Regions from separate parts of the Sus scrofa genome. Here region 1 is linked to region 2. Evidence: chromatin contacts called from public HiChIP or PLAC-seq data. All regions are on one chromosome and are shown on one strand. Each heading gives the region's core, a stretch centred on a gene start, on an enhancer-like site or on the middle of the called end of the contact. The rest is flanking DNA. Distances are from core to core; before and after follow the strand shown.

Evidence for each region. HiChIP or PLAC-seq counts read pairs in DNA pulled down with a chosen protein or histone mark.
Region 1: a contact with region 2 is called in an H3K27ac HiChIP or PLAC-seq map of alveolar macrophages. The contact joins two enhancer-like sites. A contact is called at or near these places in 2 of 47 Hi-C or Micro-C datasets (embryonic fibroblasts and heart right ventricle) and 2 of 2 datasets of contacts at active chromatin or transcription factors (alveolar macrophages and skeletal muscle).

Annotation. Positions count from the first base shown.
Region 1 is chr9:21,819,310-21,822,118 of Sscrofa11.1, reverse strand. The region is part of intron 4 of LOC102160855 (a long non-coding RNA gene); the gene reads right to left. Among named protein-coding and RNA genes, the nearest start is that of CTSC, 59 kb to the right of the region's middle. Within about 2 kb of position 1,273, at least 18 of the 83 cell types and tissues checked have an H3K27ac peak or open chromatin away from gene starts, as enhancers often do. A contact at or near this core is called in alveolar macrophages, where this site is marked.
Region 2 is chr9:21,682,729-21,685,618 of Sscrofa11.1, reverse strand. No RefSeq gene overlaps it. Among named protein-coding and RNA genes, the nearest start is that of RAB38, 44 kb to the right of the region's middle. Within about 2 kb of position 1,373, at least 20 of the 83 cell types and tissues checked have an H3K27ac peak or open chromatin away from gene starts, as enhancers often do. A contact at or near this core is called in alveolar macrophages, where this site is marked.

The DNA.
Region 1 (2,809 bases), core at 24-2,523, 140 kb before region 2:
AATTCCCAGGCTAGGGGTTGAATCAGACCTGCAGCTACTGGCCTCTGCTACAACCACAGCAACATGGGATCTAAGCTAAATCTGCAACATACACCACAGCTCACAGCAACAGAGGATCCTTAACCCACTGAGGGAGGCCAGGGATCAAACCCACATCCTTGTGGGTACTAGTCGGGTTTGTAACCTGCTGAGCCACAATGGGAACTCCTAGAGATTTCAAACTGAGACTTAGACTGTGCTGTTTTCAGGCATACAATGCAAACGGGGCAGATGGACAGAGAAAGAAAAATTTGAACATTTGGGGGTGGGGTATCTCTTTCTGGCTAAATGCTAACCAAACCACTAGCTGGTGTGATGTGTCCACTGCTTCACACATTTATGCCCACTTGCAGGCCCCCAGCCATTTCTAGGCTCTTTTATTCTCTGGATTGCCATCTGTAATTTGAATTTTCATGTCAGCATCAAGCTTTATGAGGAATCACTGAGCAACCGCTAAGATCTACAAGCAGCTATTGCACAGTTAACACAAATCTATAGACCAGGCTAGGTAGTGACACACCAATAAAACTAAAAATCAACCACCCTCTTTATAGGTGGTGTGGAAAGTCCAGTGAATCCCGCATTAAACCTCTGAGTAGCCACAATCACACGGTCAGCACTAAGCATCCTCAGAAAACAAAGGATTAAATGTAAAAATCATAACCAATTTTACTGTTTGTTTTTTTTAAGTGGCAGCCTTATCTGTATTTTAGGAAATTATAAAATGTGTTCTCTTGCCCTTGTCCTTTTCATGTCACCTCCATTCCTCCCTCCCCGCCTCCCTCAGCCATTGCTTCTGCTCCAATTGCCTTTTTGCTGTTTGTAAAGCTACGGCCACCCAAACCTATAAGGTGGTAGACGGCAGTGATTTTTATCTCACCCAGCTTGCTGCCTAAAATGCTGTTCAAATAGTAGGCAGCCACTCAATAACTGTGGATTAAATAATGAAGAAATTATAAAAAGGAATCAAATTATATGAGACTAAATATAAATATGAGACTTAAAACATAAGAATCCATTTAATCTGTTAGAAAAGTCTAGTCCTCCATAAAATGTTAGAATTGGAAAAGATCTTATACATCATTTGGTCCAATATCCTTATTTAGAAAATGAGGGTCATTTGCACAGAAAAGTCACATAGCCAGCCAGGGCAAAGCCAGGCACAGACCTCCCTCTGGGAGCCATGAAAATTTCTCCACCTCCTAAGTAGTCTTTTCTGATTAACTTCCCATTCTCAACACTTAGAGCTTTGGTATTGCCTTAGCCAGCCACTCAAAACCTTCTCATGATTTTCTGTCTGATAGGTTTTTTGTCAGTTACTGTGGTTTGTTTTTTTTTAATGAGTCAGACTCTTCTCACTAACTAACCGTACTGACCTTTTCTCAACCTTCCACTACTTCTCTTTTGTTTGAAATATTGTCTAAGTTGCCTAACTTTTCTCCTCTTTTTCAAGTTTAAAGGGGGAAAAACATGCCTAGGAGAAGGTGGTTTGGAAATTCTGTCCTCAAATATGATGTGACTTAAGGAGGGGAGGGGGGCAGTGAGGGTGTAGCCCAGACTGGTGAGGAAATCCAGAGCCAAAAAAATTCCAAGCCAGGCAGGAAAGGACATGACTGAGAGAGATCCAGTGAAGAGGTCCCTAGAGAACCTTTTTTGCAAAGGAATAAAATAAAAAGATGAAAAATCTCGCTGGGGGTATCTTTCCAAAGAAGTAAACAAGGTGAAAGTGAAACAAAGTCCATAGTTGGTAAATTCTTTCAAATATTCATTTATTCAACTGACATCTAGAAAGCCCTTCATTTGTACCCAATCTCATACTAGATGACTGGGCTACAGTGAAAAGAAACAAACCTCTCCTCGAGGAGCCCAGATTTAAGAGACAAAGGAATGTTAAAGGAAAGTTTCAGATGCATTGATTTTTTTGAGCAAAGGTCTAAGTTTATTTCAAACTTGCCACAAGGGTACTAACTTCAAAGAAAGCCTGGTCAAATCTTGCTTCCACAAACAGAATCTTTATAAAAACAAAACAAACAAAGCAAAACCACTGTCTTGATAAGACAGTTGGCCTAGGTGCAGAGAGGAACATCTGTTAAAGTTTATTGATCCAGCTCCAAGATTGTTACAAGTTTAAATTTGCAAAACTATGATGTATAGATCCATTTTGCAGGCTAAATTCTAATTTCACTGACCTGGAAGTTAATCAGATACACAACCAACTAGTAAAGAAAGATTGCTCAAGTATCTTATCTAAAAATAATTATATTTTTTTCTCAGATCTGTGACACTTCATGTCCTTTTTTATTCCTAAAATTAATCCTCAGAAAAAGGTGAGACAACATAAACTGAACGTTCTAATGTATACTATCTATCATGAATAAAGACAGCGACACAAATTTTTTGTGACTAATAAGAATTATTAGTAAAAATAAAAATAATAGTAGTAAATATTCAATGTCATCGCATTGAACTATGAAGAGACATGATCAGACCCTACTGAGAAAACTTCAGTGGTTTTCTATCCTTTACCACACTCTAAATGGAATATTCTGTCAACTAACAAATTCTCTCCATTTTGACTTCCATTCATTAAGTATTCTTATCATTATTTGACTAGCTGTAAAAAGCGCTTTGTGGTCAGAGAAACCTGGTTTGAATTATCTGCCCCACCAATTAACCAGCTTTGCAGGCTGGAAAAATTATTTAAACTTTCTGAACATCAGTTTCCTCATTGCTAAAATAGAAATCTTTTCTCAATTAGAAAATAGAATTC
Region 2 (2,890 bases), core at 124-2,623:
AACTCCTTGTTCTGCCTCTGCTCATTAGGCAAAGCAGACTCCACCATTTCTCCCATGGAAACAATGGGCAGGAAACTTTCTTTTGATACCACAGAGTTTGTCAGTGGAAAAACTAGTCCTTTCCACTCCTTCTGCCCAAACTCCTTTCTATAAATGAAGCAGAACAGTGATATAAGGCTTCTTTGATTATCCAGTAGAAAGAAGCTGAGATACCTTCATTCAAATGCACACTGTTGCAGGCACTGGCCATGAAGCTCACTTTCTTTGGCTAACAGTATGTGACTCCAGAACACAAGTTAATTAATGTTATGCCAATACTGTTTTGCTTCACCATGAGGAGATTGATTAGTCATGTATCCTGTTTTTATTTAAGCTGTACACCTTTTCCATTCACAACTCTAGTGGCAAAATAATTACTGCAGAAAATGCAAAGGTGCAGCCATGCAGACTCTGGGCGCTGATTTTGTGTTTACTACTAATGTTACCAGCTGGAGCCAGAACCGAGCTCAAGTTCAGCTACTCATGGCTCAGAAGTCAATATTTGAGAAACAAGGGTTGGTGGGAAAAGAAAGATGCTTTAATTGGGAAGCTGGCAACCTGGGGAGATAGTGGACTATCATTCCCCAAACCATTTTCCCCTTGCCAGTTAGAGGGAAAAGGGAGTTACAGGGGAAAAGTGGAAGGTTTCAGGGGTGCGCAGACAGACGCGATGTTCAGAATAGAACAGTCAGAAATCTGACAGTCATCTTGGAACTAGTCATGTCGTGCTCTGGTCAGTGTTATCTTAAGATTGTTTTAAACATAGCTAATCTGCAACTTCAGGGTCTGTTTATTCCCATTTCCTTGAGGCCGGTTCCTGGAATTGTGCAAGCCATAGAGTCAGCACTGCTCAAGATTCAGCAGCTTATGTCCTGGCTACCGTCTGGTTATCATATAGTTAGCTTTTTCCCTCTGATGGTGGTTATTATAGTATCTGCAAAACAACTCAGGAAAGTGCACTGGACACTGTTATCTATGTCTTTCAGGGAGGAACTAAAGATTCTGTGACTCAGCAGCTGTACTTCTGCTGTACTAATCTTTAACTGCTTGAGCCTGATCTTTGGTGACTCAGAGGAGGCCTAGGAGACTACAGCTTTTCTACAAACAGGAGACAGGGAGCACAGAAAATCTTTTGTACCTGGAATAGCTCCACAGGGTCCTGCTTGGCTTTACTAATTCAGTGTGTGACCTGGGTTAGTTCTTTCCCTGATGGGCCCCCAGATTTCCCCTCTGTGAAACTGAAGGGATTAGTTCCTTGCTTTCCAGGTCCTTTCCAGCATCAGCATCCCATGGTCTAAAGTGATTCATGGGCAGGAGATGACCATAGATTTTATGGAGCTCCACCTAGTGGCTCTGTCCCATACTGCAGCTCTAAATTCTCCCTGGGTTTCTTAGGCCTTGAGTGAGGCGCCTCAGATAGTTTTGGTTTGCTCATGACCTAGTACGTTCATAAACTGTAGAACAAGGGAGAATAGAGAGGAGTGGCAAAAAGAAGGGGACCAGGAAAAATACTTGTTTTGAGTGTCATATTTAGTAAAACCTTAAATTTAGATCAAATTCAGACTTGGGTACTATCTCTGAAATAATACAGATAGCTATTGAGTCTGTGAATGTGTATGTTTTAAGCATGAATTAATTAAATGTAAACATTTAAAATGTACTTCAGGTTTTGTAGCCATGTATAGATATTGTCACTTAAAATAATTAGAGCTGGAGCCTCAAATAAGCTAAGTAGTTTAAACTATTCTGACTTTTGAGAAATTCCATATGTAGAGAACACGGTTAGTACATGCCAAGCAAAATTCTACTGTGGTAGATTCCTTGAGGGATAAGTTCTTAGGGGAGATGGGGAAAAGCATGTAAAAATAATTAGTCCTATAAAATAATGAAGATGTTTCACTGTGTACCTGCTTCGTGATTAAGCTGAACACAGGACACAGAGTGGATGCAGGAGACGTAGTTCCCATTATCCTCAAGAGACTGATAATTTAGTAGGTGAGGCAGATGTTTATAGGCATGTTGAGAATATTATCTGTAAATATATGAGCTATGATAGAACTTTCTTCAATAACTTCAGTGGTAATACAACAGAGATATCTATTTTGTTGGGAGAGTCAAGGAATCCGTGGAATCGAAGACACAGAATACTGTAGAAGAACAGAATAGCAGGAATTCTTCACAGAATAGAAGCTGGTACTTAAAAGATAATTCAGCATTTTCTAATAGGATGGGGAGGAGCTCTTCAGAGAAACTGAAGAGCATATAACGCCACTCGTTAAGTGGAAAATGATTCACAGTACCAATGTCAAATGTGTCTGAGTGTTTAGAGAGTGAGGAAAGTCCATTTATCTTTTTCCTGTTCCTGTTATTTTCTCAGACAAAAGCTTAGCCCCAGTATTCATTTTTCTTCCCTGAAAGCACTAAAAAGTCAGCACAGCCATGACTACAATGTACCATGAAGCAAGTATGACTTGTTTGTAAAGAATATGGGCTTTTGAGGCTACAGAACTTGCTTTGAGTCCTAGCTCTGTGCTTTCTAGCTAAGTAAACTTGAGCAACATTTTAGCTCTTGGAGTTTTGTTACTCCTTTGCAAGATGTGAGAAAATAATAATACTCACTACATCAATTGTTAGGAAGATTAAACATGAGCACAAGTAATATCAGGAATGAAAGTGAGGACATTATTATTAGATATGAGAGAAATTAAAATGATAGAAATAATGAAAGACATTTGCTAATAAATAGTGAAATTTTGATAAAATTAATGTTACTTTAAAACACAATTTATTGTAACATACTCATGATGCACTATAAAAATTGAATAGTCCCATATCCAGTAAAAAAAAAAAA